3 separate regions of the Sus scrofa genome follow, and all the other regions are linked to region 1. The links are chromatin contacts, called in public Hi-C and promoter capture Hi-C maps. All regions are on one chromosome and are shown on one strand. The core of a region is the stretch at or near the end of the contact, and the rest is flanking DNA. Distances in the headings are between cores, read along the strand shown. Region 1 overlaps LOC110255796 (a long non-coding RNA gene). Region 2 has its middle 130 kb from the start of GPR12. Region 3 has its middle 3.8 kb from the start of POLR1D.

Region 1 (3,127 bases), core at 253-2,752:
CGGTCCCTGAGTGAAGCTCTGGGGAGACCTGGCCGGGAGGCTGGTGCCAGGACAGGCAGTCAGCACTGCCTGTGCACTCGGGGCTGGGGACCTGGTTATCTTGTCATCTGCTTCCTGGTACTAACTGATGTTTTAAAATCATGTGTCCGGTAACTTCTTTGTCTTAGACCACGGGATATAACATGACTCTGCCCTTAGATCTAGACAATAGCCTTCCTTCCTCTTTTTTAAGAATTGTGGTGAAAAACACATGAAGTTTGCCCCCGAACCACTTTAAAGTGTGCAGCTCCGTGGCCCTGAGAACACTCGCCCTGAGTGCAGCTGTCACCTCCACCTTCTCCAGAGCCGTCATTTGCCCCAGGTGCACCCACCATTCTACTCTGTTTCTATGACTCGGACTGCTCCAGGCTCCTCCTGCAAGTGAGCTCACCCAGCAGCCCTGTTCCTTCTGCTGTGGGTGGGGGGAGGGTGCAGGTTCACCCCGGACCCAGCCCTTCACGGGGAAGGAATAATGGCATGACCACTGGGCACCTAACGTGTCCGGACAGCACCGTTCCCAGGGCAGCCTCGTGCGCAGGCTCTGCTGCCACAGAGATTCTGCCCAGGGGTCGCCTCGGTCCTCAGGAGGAAAGGATTAGGGGTAACTCTGGAGCCAGTCACCCCTCTCCTTGGTCACTGGCTCTAGAGAGTCCCTTGCAAATCATCCAGCTCACTTGCCCTCTGAGCCTTGAAGGGCTCCCTCTCTGGGCCGCACTCCCTGCGCCCGGGGCCGCCTGGGTCAGGGGCCTCTCCCTGGTGAGCCTTTTCCTGCATCGGCCCATTCTGTGAGCCTTTACGCCTCCCCGCCCCGGCATTAAGTCCGTGGAACTTCTTACTCGAATTCACTGGCCCTTTGCGGGTCGCTCTCCGGGCACAGACCCTGCTGGAGCAGGGACCGCTGCTCACTGCTGTGTCTCCCAGGCCTGGCCGGAGCAGACGCCCAGGTCTGAGAGCACCCCCGACGGATGGAGGGCGTGCTGGGAGAGGGGCGGCAGGCGGGGGAGAGCCTGAGCAGTTCTCTGCCTTCCGCTGAAGTGTAGTCTCAGCCGGATCCCCGGAGAGTTCTGGACCGTCAACAGCACCGCAAAGCCGTCCCGCTGTGGAAGAGGGGGCCAGGCTTTTGTACCTATAGTTGGCGTAAGCTTCCAGGTACTTCCGGGGGATGTGGTGCCCTTCGGAGGAGGGCAGCTGTGTTAGCAGCCAGCACGCTCACCCGGGGCTCGTGGGGCGCCACAGCGCAGTGTTTGTCGAATGAATACTTGTCGAAATTCATGACGAATCTGCTGTCTCGCCAGCGTTCACCGCGTGTCTTCTCCCTGCACCGTCTCAGTCCGGCCGGGAGCCGCGCTGGGAAGCGGTGCTGATGGTGCAGGGGAAGAGGTGGACGTCCAGCAAGGCCGGGCGACGTGTCCAGGACACACGGACAGGGTTGGCCGCCAGGAGGCGCACCCTTAGTTCCGCTGACCTGTGTCCAGGCGAAAGGCATGCGCAGTACCGTTTGCGTTGCACGGGCAAGACCAGGTGCCTTCAGCCCGCGCGCTCTCTCTCTCTCTCTCTCTCTCTCTCTGTAGTCAATTTTTATTCAGAGCAGGCGTATCCTGTGGTTTCCTCACCTGCGTGCTTTTCTGAGGTTTGGGCCTGTGCTCACCTGCAGGGCTGCTAAGCGTGTAAATACCAAACCTGAGCAAACCCCGCCCCCTCCCAGGTGGCCTTTCCCTCCCCTCGGCAACGCTGTGAGCTGGAAGGGGGCCTGAGGTTGATGTCTCGGTGGGTGCTAGCCGGCGAGTACTGCCGGGGCAGCCCGGCCGCTCCTGTTCCACAGCCCTGCCTGTCCCAGGCTCTGGGCCGCCTGGGTATTTGTCCAAATTAGAGTTCGTTTACTCTGCAAACCACGCTCATGCTTCTGTGGACACTGAGCAGCTGCTGCCCTTGTTTGCACGGTGTGGTCAGCAGGCCGACAGCCGCCCTGGACAAGCCCTGGGAGCTTCCGGCTGGAGGGAGCAGCAGGCATGCGAGGAGCCTCGGCTCAGCATTCCAGAATAGTCCCCAAGAAATAAAGCATTCGTGCAAAAGTGTAAACAACCCCAAGACACCCGCGAGGGGCAGCCTCTGGGCCCTGACTCCACCAGGTGCCCTCGTTCTGAGCAGGCAGAAGCTTGGCTGGTGGTTTCTGAGGCAGTCCATACAGCAAGCCTCCTGGGTTTATTTACATCCTGTCCCCCTGAAAGTGGCTTAACCTCTCTGCTCTCAGTTTCCTCCCCTGTAACATGGGGCTGAGGATCCTGTTGGGAGGATGACTTCCGCTAATGATAGAGGGGCTTCCAGCAGGATCCGCTACACGGTGCATTCTCAACATAGAAAGTGAGCATTTATTTGTCTTTCTCTGGCTAAGAGAGTGCCCAGTGGTGAGGGTTTGGTGCTGGGAGTGGTGCGTTATTTCCAGTGTAAAGGATCCTTCCAGGCAGGAAATGGGCAGCATGGAATGCTTGTCAGCACTTCACAGCAGAGTTTGTTTGGAGCCAAGAACCGTGGCTGCTGGATGTCCTGAGCTTCGGCTCAGGTCTGCTTCCTGTCGCCTTATCCCTGATGAGCGTCTGCCATCCCACCGCACGTTGCAGGGACCCTTCAGGTCTCTCTTTGGAGACACTCACTGTGGGGCTAACCCTTGCTGGCCCCGTGGGGAAGTGAGCATCAGTCCCTCTGTTCATGCCCGACGGGGCTCCTCGAAGTTTGCACGTGGTTTCCTTACACATTCATTTGTTCCATCTTGAAAGTACTAGGCAGATATTTAAATTTTAGTGCTGAATTGAGTCTTTGTGGGCCCTCCAGGGTCAATTTCCAGGGGTCTTGCCATGTGAACCACAAGCAAAGTCTCCTACAGCTGCTTAACTTCCATCAGCAGCAAAATAAAATGCTATTCCATGAACAAGGCCCACAAGGATGGCGAGCTCCTTCTCAGACTTCATTGCCCGCTATGCCGCAAGCTGCACCCCACGGGCTTCTCCCCGGTCAGGCCAGCCACGTCCTTGCCTGGCCGTGAGCTGCCGTGCCCACCGTGAGGAGTGCCCTGCAGAGCCCTGACCTGGCA
Region 2 (3,127 bases), core at 260-2,759, 250 kb before region 1:
GTTTAGGCAAAGACCACACGCGGTCCAGGTGCCCGCCTGGCAGTGGTACCCTGTGCTCTGCGTCCAGAACTCGGGGGTGGACAGGAAGGGAATCCCAGTCGAGCCTCTGTCCAAGCCCCTCCCCAGAGAAAGATGCTACCGTCGCCGGCACCCCCTCTGCCCGCCTCACAGTGCTGGAGAGCGAGGAACCCCAGCGTCCCCCCGGCTGCACGAGGGCAGAAAGGCCCCCGCAGCCCGCACAGGAGCGAGGACGCGGCTCTGAATCCCGAGTCCCCTCCAGTACCGTGCTCGTACCAAGCCCACCCCAGCCCAACTTCCCACCAACACAGATGTGGCCCAGGACCGCTCAGAGCCCAGGGTCACCGCTGTGACCTGCCTGTATTTGCCCCCCAGGAGCAACGCAAAGGAACGGGGAGCCAGCCCCAGGCTGGGCACCAGCTTCCAGAAAAACACACAGTCCACTTAGGTCAAAGGGCACAGGGCGTGCAGTGCAGGGTGGCCCGAGTGCCGCGGGCAGGTGCTCGTGGACACGACGACGGAGGGCCCTGCGGAGAGGAGGCCCTCCCAGCAGAGAGCAAGAGGGGCAGCCCTGACGAGGCCGCCAGCCGGACGGCAGACCTAGGAGGCGGCCAGTGAGGGAGGAAGTGGGAAGCGGACGAGGACAGGGGGCAGAGATGGGCGGCGTGCCCATAACACATGGGCACGAGGTGACGGGTGAGACGGGCACGGAGGGCGAGAGGACGCGGCGGGTTCTGTAGGAGTGACCTGAGCAGCGCCAGGCATTCCTGTGGCACCTGATTCCTTTGGGGGAGCCGTTAGGGTGGAGGGCTGGGACCCTCCCCGACGTTATTTAACCACCAAGGACTTAACATGGTCACCAGGAAAGCTCGCGGGTGCCTCTGCGGACAGTCCACTTGCTTTTGCAATAGATGCACGACCTTCCGGCCGCCTCACTCCTCAGAGGACAGACAGAGGGCTGGAGGCGGGTTCCCCGAGGAAGAGAGGGTCTCAGAACAGGAAGCCCTATCGCGCCCAGCCGCCTGGACCCTGAGCAGCGCCCCCCAGGGGCACAGCCGGGACGCATCCGCTCTCGGCTTTCCAACGCTGGTGTTTCTTCCTGCGCCAGCTTCATCTCAGGCTTTCTCCAGGAGGGCACGTGGGAAGATCAGTGCCAGGGGCTCTCAGCGGCTTGGGGGCTGGGGGGTACCTTCCCCCGCCTCCGAGATGACCCAGTTTCCCTAGAGGAGAGTGTGTCCTGTATCCAATCCCGAGAGAGCCGAGCTGGAGCCAAACGGCCGCCTATCAGCACGCAATCCAAACACCCGCCAAGGCCCCTTGGCCAGTAATAAACCCCGGCGGCCGCAAAAACAGGCCGAGAGCCGGGGAACAGAGCCCTGCCCGTGTAATGATTAACTGGCAGCGAGGGGGCCCTGGAGGTCACAGTGACAATGCGAAAGTCTCCCCGAGCTATCTCAAGTGCAGAGGGCCCGGGGAGGGCCCGGCTGGCGCCCAACGCGCAAGGGCTCCCTGCCCCTCGGGGGCCTGCTGGCTGCAAGATCCTGCGTGGCCCCTCCCAAGGGGACAGGGTGGCTGACGTCACCAGCCTGGGGACACGGGCCCTGGTAAAGTCCACGGGGACGATGCCAACAGGGGCGTCTTCCCGGGAGGCGGCTTCTCCCCACACCAGCCACTGATAAGCCTTTCCAAGAAGAGGGAGGCCCGGCGCTTATCTTTACGGCCTGGCCGATCCTCAGACTCTGCGGGCGGCAGGGCCGGAGCTGGGCTTTTGGGCGGACGCTCTGCCTTCTGATCTCTTTCGTACTTTGGCATCTCGCGGGGAAATTCTCCAGCAGCTTTGCTGCGAGGCTCCTCGATAGCTGCCGGTGCAGAACCGGGCCCTCGGTTTACACGCGTGAGGCCGGCTGGGCCCCCCAGGGGGTCCACGGTGCTGCTTCCACAGCGCCCCAGGGAGCCCTCTCACCAGGGAGGCGATGCCAACCCGGAGAAAAGAATGACAGTAACGAGGACTCTGGGAGGAAGGGCCTATAAAGCCTGTGTTCCAGGGCGTCACGTCAGTGAAGACAAACGGGCTCTCCCAACGTGCAGGGCGGAGTGAAAACACTCGAGGGCCCGGCCAGCCAGGGTCAAGACGGTGCCTGAGCTGCCCCCGCGGGCCTCCCCGCTCGGCTCCACCACTTGGACTGAGCCTCGTACTGGTGTTCACACCCGCCAACGGGCTCCCAACTCACAGAAGTTTCACACCGTCTGCCACCCTCCACCCTCCAGCCCCCCACCCCCGGACCAAAGGCGGCGGTTGGAAGCCCCTCTCCTAACGCCCGCTGATGCTGGAAGAGCCTTCCCACACGGCGCGAATTCTCCCCGCAGAACAGGAGCCCAAAACAGCTGGTCCCGATTCCCGCCAACACACCCCTCCCGTGGCTGTCGCGGCGCAGGATCAAATATTGACATCCTGTCCCGGAGAGCCGGGGAAGGAAGACCAGCCCCCAGATCTGGGCTCCTCTGACTCCCGGAGGCCAACCAACCAGCCGTGTCGTTATATTCCTTTATGCGTAACCTCATTCTTCAACTAACTTGTCTTAAGAACCCTTCCAGAATAAATCACTTTCTTTTCCAGTCAGTGTCTTTTGGGTAAATGAGTTTTCACCTTTTCCAGCCATGTATGATAACACTGGCCTGCTTTCGCTTTTTTTTTTTTTGTCTTTTTAGAGACACAGACGCGGCATAGGGAGGTTCCCAGGCTAGGGGTCGAATCACAGCCGTGGCTGCCGCCTACACCAGAGCCACAGCAATACCAGATCCGAGCCGCACCTGCAACCTACACCACAGCTCACGGCAACGCCAGATCCTTAACCCACTATGCGAGGCCAGGGATCGAACCCGCATCCTCACGGATACTAGTCAGGCTTGTTACCACGGAGCCACGATGGGAACTCCATCAACGGTCTACTTTCAAATATGTTATACTTCACGAGGCCCAGAACATGATGGGCTCTTGATGGAAATAATAAGTAAAAATTCTTAACAAAAAACAAGCCAATTAAGTTTCCAGATCTAAGTACTAGATTACAGGAAACATGGGACTAGGGCAAAAAGTTCAGCGACACCC
Region 3 (3,127 bases), core at 300-2,799, 230 kb after region 1:
TAAAGCACACATTCTGAAGGACAGAGCCTATAATACCTGCCTCTTTACACCACCTAGATGCATTTATCATCCTAATGTCTATCATGAATGTTTGCTTCTTAAAAATTCCTCTTGGGGGAGTTCCCGTCGTGGCGCAGTGGTTAACAAATCCGACTAGGAACCATGAGGTTGCGGGTTCGGTCCCTGCCCTTGCTCAGTGGGTTAACGATCCGGCGTTGCCGTGAGCTGTGGTGTAGGTTGCAGACGCGGCTCGGATCCTGCGTTGCTGTGGCTCTGGTGTAGGCCAGTGGCTACAGCTCCGATTCGACCCCTAGCCTGGGAACCTCCATATGCCGCGGGAGCGGCCCAAAGAAATAGCAAAAAGACAAAAAAAAAAAAAATTCCTCTTGGGAATCCCACTGTGCCACAGTGGGTTAAGAATCCAACTGCAGCAGCTCAGGTCGCGGTGTAGGCACGGGTTCAATCGCCAATCCTGCACAGCGGGTTAAAGGATCCAGCATTGCCCCAACTGTAGTGTAGATCACAGGTGCAGTTCTGATTCAATCCCTGGCCTGGGAACTTCCATAAGCCGTGGATGTGGCCATTAAAAAAAAAAAAAAAAAAAAAAAATTCTTCTTGACAACATCTCAGTTAATACGCAAAAGAGCCATTTCTTCTAATTCCGACCAACCAAAACTATATAACCACAGGTTTCTCTACTGTTTCTCCCTTTTCTAAGGAAAAGAGACATATGACAGGAAAGCTAAAGGGGATTTACTTTGAAAATCTCCAGGCCCCTTAACAGGGTCATTTTAGACCTGGCTAAGTCTTCTACACGTGTAATTTTACATGCAAGATATACAATGATTTTATATATATATATAATTATATATAATCTTATATATATAATCTTTATATACACATTTTTAGAACATTACTTCCTAAGTAAACCTATGAAATGAGACCTTTGCTTCTTCCAGAGACCTTGCTGTATTCTGATATAGGGACGTGGGTCTGGAGTGAACTTTAGCCCCATAAACAGGGGAAAGTTAAATGTCTCTGCATAATAAAATCAAAAAGGCACTTGGATTTGGTGGGGAGGGCAGGGGGCCATCAGAGAGGAGTGAAAGAGGAGGGGAGGACACAGCCTCCAGATTATCTGAGTTTGGAGTTCCCATGTGACAGAAGCCAAAATGCATCTGAAGGCTAGAGAAGCCTAAGATTCCACATCTACACTCCTGGCACTGCCACAAGGTAAACCTCTCCTCCGCCCCCCTTTCTCCGAATCTTCCATAAAGCTGCCCATACCCGCAAAGGCTCTAAGTGGACTTTTTTAAAATTTTTTCTTCTCTATTTTTTCCTAGCGCCTGCCAGACACACTATCCAACAGCTGCATCACAGGCTTCTCGATCATTCACGAGCACCTCCATGGGATCGTCCAAAACCGTCTTCCCTTCCCCACTCCCACCAAAAATGGTTTTTAAATGTTCTTTCTCATATCTCCTAACATTCCACTAGCTCATTAATGTCCTTACCACTACAGGAACAACTAATATTTACTGAGCACTGGCAATGTGCTAGGGACTCTGCCAAGGGCATTACACGCGTAATTGCTTTTGATCCTCAAACCCTACTAGGCAGGGACTTCATTTCCTAAATGTCAGGAAACCAAAGTTCAGTGAGGATAGCAATTCTAAGGGTAAGAGATGGAATTCAACCCCTGTTCTGACTCCACAGCCAGCTTAACCAGGACACTCCAATGCCCCCAAGTCAAAAACCCAGGAATCACCCTCTCCCTAATCACATCTTAGTCACTTAGCTGGAGCAACCAATTACACCTCCTAAACGATACATCATCTCTATGGCCACCGCCTTGACACGGAATAACAACGAGGTCTACCAAGGCCTTCCTATGCGCCAAGCGCCATCTAACACACCTGTCTTCAACTTTTACCCCCCAAACCCTACGAAACGGGGAACCTAAGGGAAGAAAGAAGTTACGTAATGAGTGACAGAGCCAGATGCAAACACAAACACTGTGGGTTACCTACACTATAATAGCTCCTACTCTGTCTCCCCACCTCCCATCTGGACCCCCAACCATCCTTCAGACTGCCGAAGAGATCCTTCTGGAAAGCAAATGTTACCATGACATCCTCCTGCTTAAAATTAGCAGCTCTGTATCAACTGACTGGATAAAATCCAAATTTCTTAATTTGGCATACAAAATCCTTCATGTTTCTGTTCAAATCAGTTCAATAAATATTTGAGTGCCTACCCTAGGCAAGACAAAGCCCTAAAGCGCTCTGAAATGAACCATACACAAGCATCTGACCTAAGCCCTAACCCCAGACACCACATCCTTCAAGCCAGAGTGACCACACGCAGCTCTCACACCGTGACGCCCTACAGGCTAGTCCTTTTGCCTAGAATGCGCCTCGAAAAATCACACACCTCTCAGAGTAAGTGCTGTGTGAGGCCTTTCCTAACAAACTCGAGGCAGAAACGCTCCCTCTTTTAAGTTCCCACAGCAGGTGTGTCAGTTGCTTTGTGGCAGCTGGTAGAATGAAGGTATATGGATCAGCGTCCACACAAGACTAGGAGCCACTTCAGGGCAAGAGCTGAGCCCTGCCATCAATACCTGGCATGCAGAAGGCACTCCATCAGCTGCTGAATGAATAATGAAAAATTGATAACCTGATGCGAAAAGGAGAGAGCAACAAGATGCAGAACTGGGAACGTGAACACACATGTGGGCCAAATTAAAAGTAATGTCATTCTACTTTGCTTCCGATTTGGCCTACACTTTGCCCCAGGGGAAAACTCACCAGTAGGACTTGGACAAGCTAAAAAAAGGCAACACTTTTTGTTGTTCATGGCTCAAGAAAGCTCTGACAGGCCAAAAAGGATACTAGATCAAAGCCCATTTTCTACAGGGGTGCAGCGACGGGAATCCAGTCTGTCCAAGTACATAAAATTGATCTGCTGAGATCGACTTCATCAGTACTGCGTCACAGGTCAAGCAAGAAGGAAAAAAAAAAAAAAAAATCAAAATCTGTCCTGGGACGAAGGCCAATTTACAAGTAAGTATCACTGCTGCGAGAATGTGAAATTCTTAACGTGAAGACAGTTCCCATAAACTCACAAC

Evidence for each region. Promoter capture Hi-C pulls out the DNA fragments that hold promoters and counts their contacts. A called contact is a pair of places that touch in the nucleus more often than the background predicts.
Region 2: a contact with region 1 is called in a Hi-C map of liver, with 5 times the contacts expected there. The contact joins two enhancer-like sites. A contact is called at or near these places in 2 of 5 promoter capture datasets (fetal liver and liver), 25 of 47 Hi-C or Micro-C datasets (alveolar macrophages, blood, embryonic fibroblasts and 14 more) and 2 of 2 datasets of contacts at active chromatin or transcription factors (alveolar macrophages and skeletal muscle).
Region 3: a contact with region 1 is called in a promoter capture Hi-C map of liver, with 6 times the contacts expected there. The contact joins two enhancer-like sites. A contact is called at or near these places in 1 of 5 promoter capture datasets (liver) and 3 of 47 Hi-C or Micro-C datasets (epiblast stem cells and liver).

The regions. Positions count from the first base shown.
Region 1 is chr11:4,804,794-4,807,920 of Sscrofa11.1, forward strand. The region is part of intron 1 of LOC110255796 (a long non-coding RNA gene); the gene reads left to right. Among named protein-coding and RNA genes, the nearest start is that of GTF3A, 47 kb to the right of the region's middle. Within about 2 kb of position 1,503, at least 11 of the 83 cell types and tissues checked have an H3K27ac peak or open chromatin away from gene starts, as enhancers often do. A contact at or near this core is called in fetal liver and liver, where this site is marked.
Region 2 is chr11:4,552,967-4,556,093 of Sscrofa11.1, forward strand. No RefSeq gene overlaps it. Among named protein-coding and RNA genes, the nearest start is that of GPR12, 130 kb to the left of the region's middle. Within about 2 kb of position 1,510, at least 19 of the 83 cell types and tissues checked have an H3K27ac peak or open chromatin away from gene starts, as enhancers often do. A contact at or near this core is called in fetal liver and liver, where this site is marked.
Region 3 is chr11:5,038,907-5,042,033 of Sscrofa11.1, forward strand. No RefSeq gene overlaps it. Among named protein-coding and RNA genes, the nearest start is that of POLR1D, 3.8 kb to the right of the region's middle. Within about 2 kb of position 1,550, at least 4 of the 83 cell types and tissues checked have an H3K27ac peak or open chromatin away from gene starts, as enhancers often do. A contact at or near this core is called in liver, where this site is marked.